Regions from separate parts of the Rattus norvegicus genome. Here region 2 is linked to region 1. Evidence: chromatin contacts called from public Hi-C data. All regions are on one chromosome and are shown on one strand. Each heading gives the region's core, a stretch centred on a gene start, on an enhancer-like site or on the middle of the called end of the contact. The rest is flanking DNA. Distances are from core to core; before and after follow the strand shown. Region 1 holds the start of Mst1r (macrophage stimulating 1 receptor). Region 2 holds the start of Amigo3 (adhesion molecule with Ig like domain 3).

Region 1 (6,290 bases), core at 2,660-5,159:
CTTTGCCAGCATCAAGCCATTCACATGTGGAGTCAGATTCTAGTCTGGGGCCATTTTGGTTCCACCAGAATCCTGCCATACATATTGCCTCCGTCTTTATCCATACCCAGTTCTCCCAGTGCTAGCCACTCCTTTTACTCCCAGAAGCATGCTTTGGAGGACAGCAACCAGCACTCCGGCTGTGGCTCTGGTTTATGGGCTGCCGTAGGGAAGGCCAGGCTGAACTGAGAAAGACAAGTGGGGATGACCTTGGCCGACTTCTGGGTAGGAGCCCTTGGCAAGGCAAGCCAGTGTTGAGTGTGACTGAATTCCCAGTCTAGTCTCCCTATAGTCTCAGGCCTCTGGGGACAATGTTTAGGCCTTCCCGTGAAGGGCTGTCTGTCTTGGTTCCTATATCTCAGCCATCCAGTTCATCAACACAGCCTCCCAAGATAGAGCCAAACGAAGCCCACTTGATCTCTGGAGCCTCCTAGGAGTAAGTGTTCCTTAACAAGGTCACCTGATGTGCTAGGTCCTTCCTCAGCCTGTCCTACATGAAGTCCTGTGGACACTCCCAGGAGCCTCAGCAGTAAAGAACTGGTTCCATTCACTCCACCATAAGACCATTGGGCAACCCAGGGCATAGTATGGGAGGCCTCTAACTTGCTCCTGGTTTGGGGGGGGGGGTGAGGTTCTGGTCCTGCTACAACCTAACCAGCATTGATTAGAGAAGCAAAAGGCCTAATCAGAAGAGTGCCCAGTGGATGTGGTCTTCTGGCTGTCAGAACCACCTCCGTGCAGTCTCAGAGAGTAGGGCCCCATGAGAGAACATGTATGAATTAGCAGGGCCACGTTAAGGATGCACTGTGACAGCTGTGCTTACTTAGCAGCAGAATGGCTGTTTCTGGTTTCAGCCTAGACTGTGTGAGAGTTAACAGGCAGCAGGCCTTCCTCCCCGGCTCCTAAGATCCTCAGAAGCATACACTGAACTCCTGCCCCGGGTCTCTTTCCTAGTGATTGGGTGCTACGCCTCCACTTGCTCTTGACCAGGGATTCTAGATCAACCTTTTGGGACCGGTGGGATGCAAAGACAGACATCGCTGGATGTTCACATCAGCAGTCAGCCCCTAAGTGCTTCTGGTAGCCACTCTAGCACCTGTAGGTGTTCAGCTTCTGCAGTTTAGCATCAATTCTGATCAGGAATAAGGAAAGAGGGTCAGAGATAACCTTGTGTACCTAGGACAGCAGGCATCTAGGAGTGCGGGGTTTACCTATTTGGAGCTCAGGGATGAAATGACAGGCAAGTAAGGAGGTGTTCCTAACAGAGGCACCAACATTTAGAAGGAGAAACTGATATAACTGTTCTACGGTGAAACTGGCAGAGTCCACAAGTCCAGGGATTTTTCAACCTCCAGATAAAATTACAGCAGGCAAGTCCCTTAGAGCTGCAATCTGATGAGGTCATATTGTAGTTAGAGTGAAACCCCCTATTTCACTAGTGTGATTTCTGGGTTGGAGAAAGAAACTAGTCCTAACCTGAGGTGTTCAGAGAGGCCTGAGCCCATAGAAGGCAAAGTGGATAGCATTCCTTAGGGGTGAGAAGAGACGCCAGACGCCAGAGTAGTTTAAGCCCTAAGCCAGCGATAGACCAAACCCAATGAGCTTACCTTAGGAGAGTGCAGGGCCTCGTGTCCACCTTGAAGGCCTTTATCTAACCAACAGATAAAAAAATAATAAAGGGATTCTCCTGGGGGCTCCACAGTTGAGAAACCTATCTACCCGCAGTGGAGCTTTGTCCTGGGGTGCAGACACCATCATGGCCACACGATGGCAGCAGAGAACCACTAATGGCCACTCCTACGGCCAAGTGGATTGGTCAAAGCCATCCAAATGTGTTAGGTCTACCCGCAGTGCCCAGAAATGTCTCACAATCTCTGGAGGAAAGACAACATTCACAAGAGCCCCTGTCTGGACGCTGTGTGGAGCGTATTTCAGTTTTCTCTGCATGACTATCTTTAGACATGTTGACTATGGAATGCTGGAAGGGTGCCATGGCTGGCTTTGGGTTATTTAGTTATTTCTGGGCTGGGCCGTCCTACCCTGGGGATGGAGGAAGAGCACAAACTGTATTGGGAGCATGCATTAAGCCCAAGCTCTTGGTGGCCCTTGAGATGCTTCTTCCGAAGGCTGGATATAAAAGGCCTTCTTTTATACAATACAGAGAGGATTAGCATGGCCTTGTGCAAGGATGACACACAGGGGGGGTTGGGGATTTAGCTCAGTGGTAGAGCGCTTGCCTAGTGCCCTGGGTTCAGTCCCCAGCTCCAAAAAAAAAAAAAAAAAAAAAAAAGGATGACACACAGATCTGTGAAGTGTTCCATATTTTTTTTTTTGATGGTTTTAAATGATGCTTTAAGAAAAAAAGCTGGGAGGCTGGAGAGAGAGCTCAGTGGTTAAGAGCACTGACTGCTCTTCCAGAGGTCCTGAGTTCAAGTCCCAGCAACCACGTGGTGGCTCACAACCATCTGTAATGAGATCTCATGCCCTCTTCTGGTGTGTCTGAGGGCAGCAACAGTGTACTGATATATAATAAATAAATCTTAAAAAAAAAAAAAAAAGAAGCTGGCCACGATGGCACACACCTTTAGTCCTACTTGGAAGGCTGAAGCAGGTGGATCTCTGAGTTCGAGGCCAGTCTGGTCTACAAAGTGAGCTCCAAGACAGCCAGGACTGCACAGAGAAACTCTGTCTCTAAATAACAAAACAAAACAAACAAAAAATAGTCATCCTAGGATAATACCATCTCAACTCTGACAGGACGAAGGGGAGATGAGGCATTCACTAAGGCCATGTTAGAAAGGGGAAGGAGGCGGTGAAGTTTGTCCTGGGTGGGGAGTAGAAAAGGTAGAATTCCCCAGGCCAGACTGAATCCTGTTAAACTCCTCCCTCCCCAGCTCTCTTGTCCTCTGCTACCCTGGGACTCACAACTGCCTATGGCCACCCTGTGAAGAGTCCTCTCGAGCCCAGGTTCACTAACTAAGGAAGCTGCCTGGCTAAGAATACCTCTTCCTCCTCAGGTATTAAGAAGGTCCTCTTGCCACCAGACAGCGGCTGAGGCCCAAGTAAGGGAGACTCTCTCACTAACCCATCCTGGAAAGAGGGCTCTGAATTCCTAGGCGAGCGCTCTACCACTGAGCTAAATCCCCAACCCCGGGGCTCTGAATTCCAACCAACTAGAACTACATCTCGTTTCAGAGACATCGTGCCCACAAAGCAGGGTTCGGAGCAGATCAGAGGTGTCCTGGAAATCATAGAGGTGCCCTCTCCCATATGGGGACACTGGAGGAGAGGCATTTACCACCGTCACCCTCCCCTCCTGTCTTATATACGATTTTCACATCCTGGGGCCACAGTGACAGGATTAGAGCCAGAGGGCTAGGTCTTCACAGAAGTTGCCTCTAACTATTATGCCCTCCCCTCCCCGGGAAAGGGGGCGGAGTGTGTGTCAGACTCCATTAACCCTATGGCTCTTGGCAGACAGAACACAACACACCTTCCCCTGACACGTCTCAAAAATGGGCACATGGAAAGATGATTTCCTTTTTGGAGCCCCCCACATCACTCTGTCTTGTGTATTCCTGGTCTCCGTTCCCCACATGATGGACTGGTGCCTGACGGTGTTCAAGGAGCCAGATTGTCCTGCAGCGTTCTAACCTCAACCAGGTGGATTATGGGGGAATAGGATGGTGTAGGAATACCCCTTCCCTAGTCACTACAACAGCCTTCTCACAGCTGAAAAGAGTCAGACGGAGCTGGAAAGAAAGCAGGGCCTCCAACAGGGCTCCGCCCTAGCCCCACCCCCAATCCTGCCGCACCCACAGGGCCCACCTCTCTTCGACTTTGATCCAAGTAGCTGCGGCAGCGGCAGCTAGAAGCAGCAGCTGGGGCCCCAGGTGAAGTGATCGTGCCATTGTCGTGCCCGTGAGTCCACAGCCAGGTGCTCAGACCACAGGGCAGAGAGAAAAGTTGGGTTTGCCAGGGACCAGGGCAGTGGGTCAGCTGCCAAGGAGCTTTCAGTGCCGCTGCTTAACGCTGGTCTCAGCTCGGACCCAGAGTCTGGTTCAATCAAGTCCTGGACCTTCTGGGATTCCCAAGAGGCCCCAGCTCAATGGGGCTGCTTCTGCCGCTGCTACAGGCCTCTCTACTGCTGATGCTTCTTTTGCGGTTGCCGGAGGCGTCTACCAACCTGGACTGGCAGTGCCCACGAATACCCTTCGCAGCCTCCCGAGACTTCAGTGTTAAGTACGTGGTCCCCAGTTTCTCCGCGGGAGGCCGGGTACAGGCCACGGCAGTCTACGAGGACAGTAAAAATAGTGCGGTGTTTGTGGCCATACGCAATCGCCTGCACGTGCTTGGGCCTGACCTGCAGTATATAGAGAGCCTGACCACTGGCCCTATTGGGGACCCTGGCTGCCAGACTTGTGCGAGCTGTGGTCCAGGCCCTCATGGACCACCAAACGACACAGACACATTGGTGCTAGTGATGGAGCCGGGTTTGCCAGCCTTGGTCAGCTGCGGCTCAACCCTACAGGGCCGCTGCTTCCTGCATGAGCTGGAGCCTCAGGGGGAAGCCTTGCACTTAGCAGCTCCAGCCTGCCTCTTCTCAGCAAGCAATAACAAGCCTGAGGCCTGCACTGACTGTGTAGCTAGCCACCTGGGCACTCGTGTGACCGTGGTGGAGCAGGGCCATGCTTCCTACTTCTATGTGGCATCTTCACTAGACCCAGAGTTGGCCGCTAGCTTTAGCCCACGCTCAGTGTCCATCCGTCGTTTAAAGTCTGATACGTCTGGATTCCAACCAGGTTTTCCGTCGCTGTCTGTGCTGCCCAAATATTTGGCCTCCTACCTCATCAAATACGTTCATAGCTTCCACTCAGGAGACTTTGTCTACTTTCTGACTGTACAACCCATGGATGTCAGAAGCCCTCCCAGTGCCTTGCAAACGCGTCTGGTCCGGCTCAATGCTATAGAGCCAGAGATTGGTGACTACCGGGAGCTGGTCTTGGACTGTCACTTTGCACCTAAACGCCGTCGACGCAGTGGAGCCCCAAAGAGTCTACAGGCCTACCAAGTGCTTCAGGCAGCCCACTCTGCTCCAGTGGACGCCAAACTGGCTTTGGACCTGAGCATTTCAGAGGGCCAGGAAGTGCTTTTTGGGGTTTTTGTGGCTGTCAAGGACAGTAGCTCTGGCCCCAACTCTGTTGTGTGTGCCTTCCCCATTAACCACCTGGACAACCTGATTGAAGAGGGGGTAGAACGTTGCTGTCACCCTTCTAATTCTTCTCTCTTGACGAGGAGGAGAGGCCTTGACTTCTTCCAGACGCCTAGTTTTTGTCCTAATCCGGTGAGCAGAAAGAGCGGGCCCCTGACCTGTGAGTACCCTGTGGGGCTGAATACAGGTCATTTCCTTGCTGTCTCTGAAAGGGCCTGGGTGGGAGAAGGCAGTGGGGTAAGGCACACGAATTAACAGCCATCCCGGAAGCTTGCCCAGTGCAGGAGGCTGATCCCTATTGCTTCAGTTTGCTGTCACCCTTCCTGCCACCTGACTCTTTAAGGTGGTTTCCGTGGTTGTGTGAGGAGGAGCTTACATCAGTTACCTCTGCCAGCACAATTTCCAAATCCCAGGTTAAAGGATAGGCATCCCCTCCAACCTGTCCACCTCCCAGGCCCTCAGGGACGCAGAGAAAAATATATACAAAGCCAAAAACACATTGGCAGAGTCTCAGGAACACAACTGTTCACAGCTGCTTGACAACACAGTTTCACTTTCCTGGGAAGGTACTGTTTTGCTCTGCTTTGCAGAGAGGGCTTAGCAGGGTTGCCAGAGAACTCCTCCTCGCACACATACCCCCATAGGATTCCAGGGAGCCCTGGAAGTCTGAGGGCTTGTTAGGGAGCCAGTATGATCTGTGGTTCATTAACCCATTCTCCACACAGTCATTACAGGAAAAGTCTGGGACATAGTGGAAAGACCATTTTAGCTTGGCACTAGAAAGTTCTGGGAAGCCTCACCCCAGTCTTATGCAAGCAACGATAAGTAATTGAGGATGAATAAAGGCGTGGGAGGAGACAGTTGGAGTCAGTCCACCCCAGACTTTTGTCACTGTAGCCAAGTCCCTGCCCCAGGTAGGAGGTCTCTTGGCTGGTTGTGTAGCAAGTCAGGAAAGAACAGAAGAAACAAACAGTAAACAGAATGTCTTTAAAATGCTACTTTGAGGGGCTAAGGGCTTAATGAAAACTACCTCCTTGAA
Region 2 (6,290 bases), core at 1,298-3,797, 140 kb after region 1:
AGGCTTCTGGATGGACATTGGACAGCCTAAGGACTTCCTCACTGGCATGTGCCTCTTCCTACAGTCACTGAGACAGAAGCATCCAGAGAGACTGTACTCAGGCCCTGGCGTTGTGGGGAATGTGCTTGTGGTGAGGCCCTTGCCCAGCCTGTCGCTGATCTTTTTAGATTTGGGAGACAAATGACCCACTCTTGCTTTCCTCAACACTCTCAGGACCCAAGTGCCCGTATCGGTCAGAACTGCAGCATTGGCCCCAATGTGAGCCTGGGTCCCGGTGTGGTGGTGGAGGACGGCGTGTGCATCCGGCGGTGCACGGTGCTTCGTGATGCTCACATCCGCTCCCATTCCTGGCTTGAGTCATGCATCGTGGGCTGGCGCTGCCGTGTAGGCCAATGGGTAAGTCTATGAGCTGGGCTGGGTGGGCACAGGAGAGGGGAATCCGTGTGCCCCATTAACAAGGCTTGTCTCCCACCCCCAGGTGCGCATGGAGAATGTCACAGTGCTGGGTGAGGATGTCATAGTTAATGATGAACTTTACCTCAACGGAGCCAGCGTGCTGCCCCACAAGTCTATCGGGGAGTCGGTGCCAGAACCTCGTATTATCATGTGAAGGATATGCAGGGCTGGCCAAGCCCCCACTTTACCATTGGCAGGGTAGGACTCAGTGCTTCAGAAGGCTCTGGACTTGGTGCCACTTGTATAGGGAGGAGTGGATGGCTCTGAAGCTGTTGGACATCTACCTTCTGGTGGAGACAGAAGTGGACAGGATCCTGCTGGGCATAGCACACAGGCCCCCACTCCCTCAAGAAGCACTGGGCCAGGGCTGAAGGGAATAATAATTTAATGCTCACTGTGGCCTGGACTGGACTCAGGCTCCCTCCCACCAGTGAGGCTATGCACACACAGGCAGATGGGTGGGAGTGGTAAGAGCGAGGGTGATGGGGACAGGGCCAAGGGAGCTCATAAATAGGACTCGGACTGCGTCTGATGGTGGGTTTCCAGGACAGCCTAGGCAGCTGAGGATGTGGCACTTGTGCTGGCTGCCTTGTCCCAGTCCTCTACAGATACAATGGTGGCTTTGCAGAAGAAGCAGTCCTTGTTGTTCATCAGATGCTGGTTGATGCAGGCTCTACAGAGGGGAGGGGAGGAGTGCTACCGTGTGTCCTCACATGCCTCCCCACCTATTTGTCTCCATGGGGCCCACTTACTTGCAGGATTTGTGACCACAAGGCTGGAACACAGCAGAGATGGGGTGGGCATAGCAGATTGGGCAGAGGTCCTCCTCATTGGTGGGCTACAGGGTGAAGAGTTGGGGCCGGTTGCTCACACCTGTCCTGGTGTTTACAGATTATTAACATGACATGTACCCCTCTTATGCCCACTCACCAGGGAGGCAGCTGCTGCCTGGGCCGATGCCGCGGTCAGGTGAGCCAGCATCCGTTCCACCTGGGCCAGCTCCTCAGCACTGATGTAATCTGCATCTGGATTAGTAGTGGGTAGAATTAGGACCCCCGTAGTCCTAGAACTCAGTGCCTCTTGAATACTCCCAGACAGGGAATTTGCTATTGAGGATCCTGCAACTCTTTCCTGACCCACCCCTGGTCCACTTACAGCTCTGTAGAGAGAAGCGTTTCCGGTCAGGGGCAGGCAAGGCGGAGCCAGGTGCTAGGGGCTCTGGCTGCCCCAGGAGATAGCGTATAGAGCGGAGCTGGAAGCAGGGATCAGCCAGGAGCACAGATGTGGCTTGCTCTGTCCTGGATAGGGAGGGCGCATGGGTGTTAGGAAGGCTTTGAGCCTATATGGAAATTATCTCCATGTGGGGAGAGGAGACCCCCCAGGGGTCTCATTATTATGCCTTCATTCTTCCCACCTTACTGCTTACCAACCCTTTCAAGTTCTGGGTCCCACATGACCTGTATATCAGTCTAAAGAGAAAGGTGCTTGCTACCAAATATGACAAGTTGAATCTGATTCCCCAGAATAGGAGAAAAACCACTCACAAGTTGTCGGACTTCTGCATGAGCACCCACGTACACACAAATAAGGAAACCTAAGGGGAGGGGTGAGGATTCCACCTACCCCATTATACACTAATCTAATCCTTCAAGAACTGAAGACATTCTCCCCTAAGTCCTTCTGCTCTTCAAGAGGGAAGTCAGGCTTCCATTCAAGCAAACTGGGACACTGGAGCCCTCTGCTGGTCACACTGGCTTCTCAAGTGCCAAGGGACATGGCTGCTCCACCCCTTAACAGCAGGAGCCAATGGGAACTTGGGTCCCCGCCCCTGAGCGGTCATTTCCTAGCTAGTACTTAGGATCCAGTCAGAAAGCTCTTGGAGAAGCTAGCGGAGCTAGAAGGGCTGCAGCCCCACCTCACAACCCCAGACCAGAAGAGCAGGAGAAGCCAGGCTGGGCAGGTGGAGCCAGCATTGTGCCTCTCAAGCAATGGGCCATAGGGAACCACGATCAGCCTGTATAGAAGTAGGTGAGTCTTGGAGCTACTGACCTGCACTGAGCTGTCCCCATCTCCTCTCTGGTGGTCACTGCCATGGCCTGGTTGGTGCTACTGGGTCTACTACTGTGCATGTTGGGGGCTGGATCAGGCACTTCAGATTTGGAGGGTGTTCTGCCCCCTGATCCCCACAACTGCCCCAATAAATGTGTCTGTGCTGCCGATGTGTTGAGCTGTGCGGGCCGTGGGTTACAGGACTTGCCGGCAGCACTGCCTGCCACTGCTGCAGAACTTGATTTGAGCCACAATGCACTCAAACGCCTGCACCCAGGATGGCTGGCGCCCCTCTCCCGGCTGCGTGCCTTGTACCTAGGCTACAATAAGTTGGATGTCCTGGGCCGCGGTGTGTTCACTAACGCCAGTGGGCTGAGGATACTCGATCTGTCCTCTAACCTGCTGAGGAGACTCCGTACCTATGACCTGGATGGACTGGAGGAGCTGGAGAAGTTACTTCTGTTCAATAACCGCCTGATGCACTTGGACCTGGATGCTTTCCAGGGCCTGAGCATGCTCAGCCACCTCTATCTCAGCTGCAACGAACTCTCCTCTTTCTCTTTCAACCACCTGCACGGCCTGGGGTTAACCCGCCTACGCACTCTAGACCTCTCCTCCAACTGGCTGGGCCATGTCTCCGTCCCTGAACTGGCTGCACTGCCCACTTTCCTCAAGAATCGGCTCTACTTGCACAACAACCCACTGCCCTGCGACTGCAGCCTCTACCACCTGCTCCGGCGCTGGCACCAGCGGGGCCTAAGTGCTCTGCACGACTTTGAACGTGAGTACACATGCTTGGCCTTTAAGGTGGCAGAATCCCGAGTGCGCTTCTTCGAGCACAGCCGGGTCTTCAAGAACTGCTCAGTGGCTGCAGCTCCAGGCTTAGAGCTGCCCGAGGAAGAGCTGCACACACACGTGGGCCAGTCCCTGAGGCTCTTCTGCAACACCACAGTGCCTGCTGCACGAGTGGCCTGGGTTTCCCCGAAAAACGAGCTGCTGGTCGCGCCAGGCTCCCAGGATGGCAGCATTGCTGTGTTGGCGGATGGCAGCTTAGCCATAGGCAGGGTGCAAGAACAGCACGCAGGCCTCTTTGTGTGCCTGGCAAGTGGGCCCCGCCTGCACCACAACCAGACGCTTGAGTACAATGTGAGTGTACATAAGCCTCGCCCCGAGCCGGAGGCTTTCAACACGGGCTTCACCACACTGCTGGGCTGTATCGTGGGCCTGGTGCTGGTGCTGCTCTACCTGTTTGCACCACCCTGTCGTGGCTGCTGTCGCTGTTGTCGGCGGGCCTGCCGCAACCGTTGCTGGCCCCGGGCATCCAGTCCACTCCAGGAGCTGAGTGCACAGTCCTCGGTGCTCAGCACTACACCGCCAGATGCACCCAGCCGCAAGGCCAGCGTCCACAAGCATGTGGCCTTCCTGGAGCCGGGCAAGAAAGGCCTCAATGGCCGTGTGCAGCTAGCAGTAGCTGAAGACTTTGATCTGTGCAACCCCATGGGCTTGCAACTCAAGGCTGGCTCTGAGTCAGCCAGTTCCACAGGCTCAGAGGGTCTCATGATGAGCTAGACTGCCTGGGAGTCCCCACGCAGGCCATAGACCTCCTGCTGCTTGCCGTTGCTGCTGCGGTCTAGAGAACTGGCATGCTGCTGGGACGTACTGTGCCTGGTTCCACAACTGCATGTGATCTGTACTGGAACAGTTCTTCTCACTGGTAAAGGGGTTGAGACCCCCTCACTTGCTTCTTGCTCTGCCTAGCTCAGGACAAGGCCTCAGACTACTACAGCCTGCTTCCCCTAGGACCTCAGAGTGGCCAAATGTCCCATTATGATTATAGACCAAGCCAATCTGGTGAGAGCCCTTGTATCAGAGTCTTGGGACCACCCCCAGGAGTTAATGCAGACATCAGGGTGTGGTATGGTATGGAAAAGTCAAACATACACTGCCCCGCCCCACCCCGCCCAAGGCAGGAGATGGCAGTTCAGGAGACCCAGCTCCCACTCTATGACAGAAGGAGGAAATGAGCCCTCTACCTTCTGAAGAGGACCCAGTCTACTGCCTCCGGCCTCCTGGAGGCTGAAAGTCTCCTGTGGAGTCTGCTGGGCATGCATCCCTCCTACAGGATGCCCCTGCAGGAGTAGCCCTGCTGTCTTCAGCCAGAGGCAGATCCAGTCCCTTGGGCTCATAACCCAGCAGGAAAAAGCACAGATAGGTGACGCGTCTGGCTCTGGAGAGCAGAGGCCTCGCAAGGACTGGCACTCAACCTAATGGCTAAACAGAACCCTCAGTCCATGCCTCTGGCACTCCCACTGCAGGTGGTGAAGATGGTCTGAGCCTCTCCCACGATGAGCTGACAGCCCTGTCCTAGATGACTGCTAAGGCGTTTTGTAATAAAAGTGGTTCATGCTCACTGCTGGGCTTTCCCAGGTCGGTAGCTTTGTGTGCTCAGCTCTTGATCCAGCAGGATGGCCCTGACCATTAGAGAATAGCACATCTTCCAAGTTTGGGGATTTATGCCCCCTGCAGGAGGCGTGGCTGAAAGCTAAGACCTCCCACCCAGCCACGGGCAGTTGATGTTGACGCCTGTTAAAGCAGTTTACACATCACCTGGTATTCCTTGCCTCAGGGTCCCAAAATTGATTCTGATTTTGAGACAATTGGGTACCATGAGGCTCTGCCCTATCAGCCCCTCCTCAAAGTGCACACCCAGTTCCCACGAGAGCCAACAGTCCCCAGTACTCACTCTGAGGATGGACCGTGTGCCAGGAGGCGTACCAGGATGCCGGTCACTGCCACCAAGATAGGGTAGTGGTCCACACTCTCCAGCCCTAAGGGAGGGAAGGAAGATTAACCACTTATGTTGGTTCTGTGGCAGAGGCTTCAGGCCTGGCTGATACCACTGGCCTTTCCCACTGTTTTTCCTACTTAAGGCAAGCTGAGGCTGGGAGTGCACAGCATGGATGTCCTGGTGCTGAATGGAGAATCTAGCACAGGCTCCTGGCAGAGAAGCTAAGGCCTTGGTGTGCTGAGGTGCAGGGCACCTAGATCCTTACCAGGTAGCCGCAGCGTGACTACACGGTCAAACAGGTTCCTCTCAGCTGTCACCCGGTTCAGCACCTGGTTCAGCAGCTGTGAGGGCAGAAGCCTATTGGTGGGTGGGCAAGTGCACCACCTGAGTTATCCCCGGGGTCCTTCCCTCCTCGTCCAGATGGACACACCTGTGCAAGACGCCGAAGCAGCATCTCAGAGGTAGGGCGGGACCAGTCAAGGAAGATTTCAGGGACCAGTGTGATGGTCATTTCCAAGACGCGCAGCAAGCTGACTGACAGGTCGAAGCAGGTGGCACAGACCTTGAGCTGCCGGCTGTCCACAAAGTTTCGCTCTAGGCGTTCAGCAGCCTGTTGAATCTAAACCACCAACAGGCAGCCAGGTAGCAATCAGAGAGAGGCTTTGCAGCACTGGTGTGCCTCGGTCTCTGCCCACCCCTCCCCACCACAGCCCACCTCCTGGATCATGCCGATGAACTCAGAGAAGGCCCAGTTGAGCTGGTTAAGGACGCTGTTGAGGAAGCTTGGTGCCACATCAGAACCTTGTCGCAGAAGGTCTGCCATGTGCTGCTGTAGCAAGGTTGAAGGGCAGGGCTCTGGGGACAGAGGAAAGCAGTGTGACCAGGGACTCCACGACAGGACTCCTGCCTGTCCTCCTGGACCACTGCTTTAAGAACAAAATGATGACTGCCTAAGAATATTCAGATCACGAAGGCCGAGGAACGGCACAGTTTGGCT

What was found. A called contact is a pair of places that touch in the nucleus more often than the background predicts.
Region 2: a Hi-C map of Schwann cells shows a contact between it and region 1, with 10 times the contacts expected there. The contact joins the promoter of Amigo3 here to the promoter of Mst1r in region 1. A contact is called at or near these places in 12 of 12 Hi-C or Micro-C datasets (the A7r5 cell line, the Rat2 cell line, Schwann cells and 7 more).

Annotation. Positions count from the first base shown.
Region 1 is chr8:117,472,059-117,478,348 of GRCr8, forward strand. It overlaps Mst1r (macrophage stimulating 1 receptor), which reads left to right and starts at 3,910. Exons shown (of 20, transcript NM_001412199.2): 1 at 3,910-5,383. The coding sequence starts at 4,148.
Region 2 is chr8:117,617,952-117,624,241 of GRCr8, forward strand. Amigo3 (adhesion molecule with Ig like domain 3) reads left to right here and starts at 2,548. Exons shown (of 1, transcript NM_178144.1): 1 at 2,548-4,074. The coding sequence starts at 2,548. The coding sequence ends at 4,074. It overlaps Rnf123 (ring finger protein 123), which reads right to left. Exons shown (of 39, transcript NM_001191580.1): 32 at 6,009-6,148; 33 at 5,724-5,912; 34 at 5,559-5,634; 35 at 5,249-5,333; 36 at 1,612-1,754; 37 at 1,387-1,481; 38 at 1,209-1,294; 39 at 825-1,129. The coding sequence ends at 1,009. It overlaps Gmppb (GDP-mannose pyrophosphorylase B), which reads left to right. Exons shown (of 9, transcript NM_001108781.2): 7 at 3-130; 8 at 214-396; 9 at 479-1,086. The coding sequence ends at 610.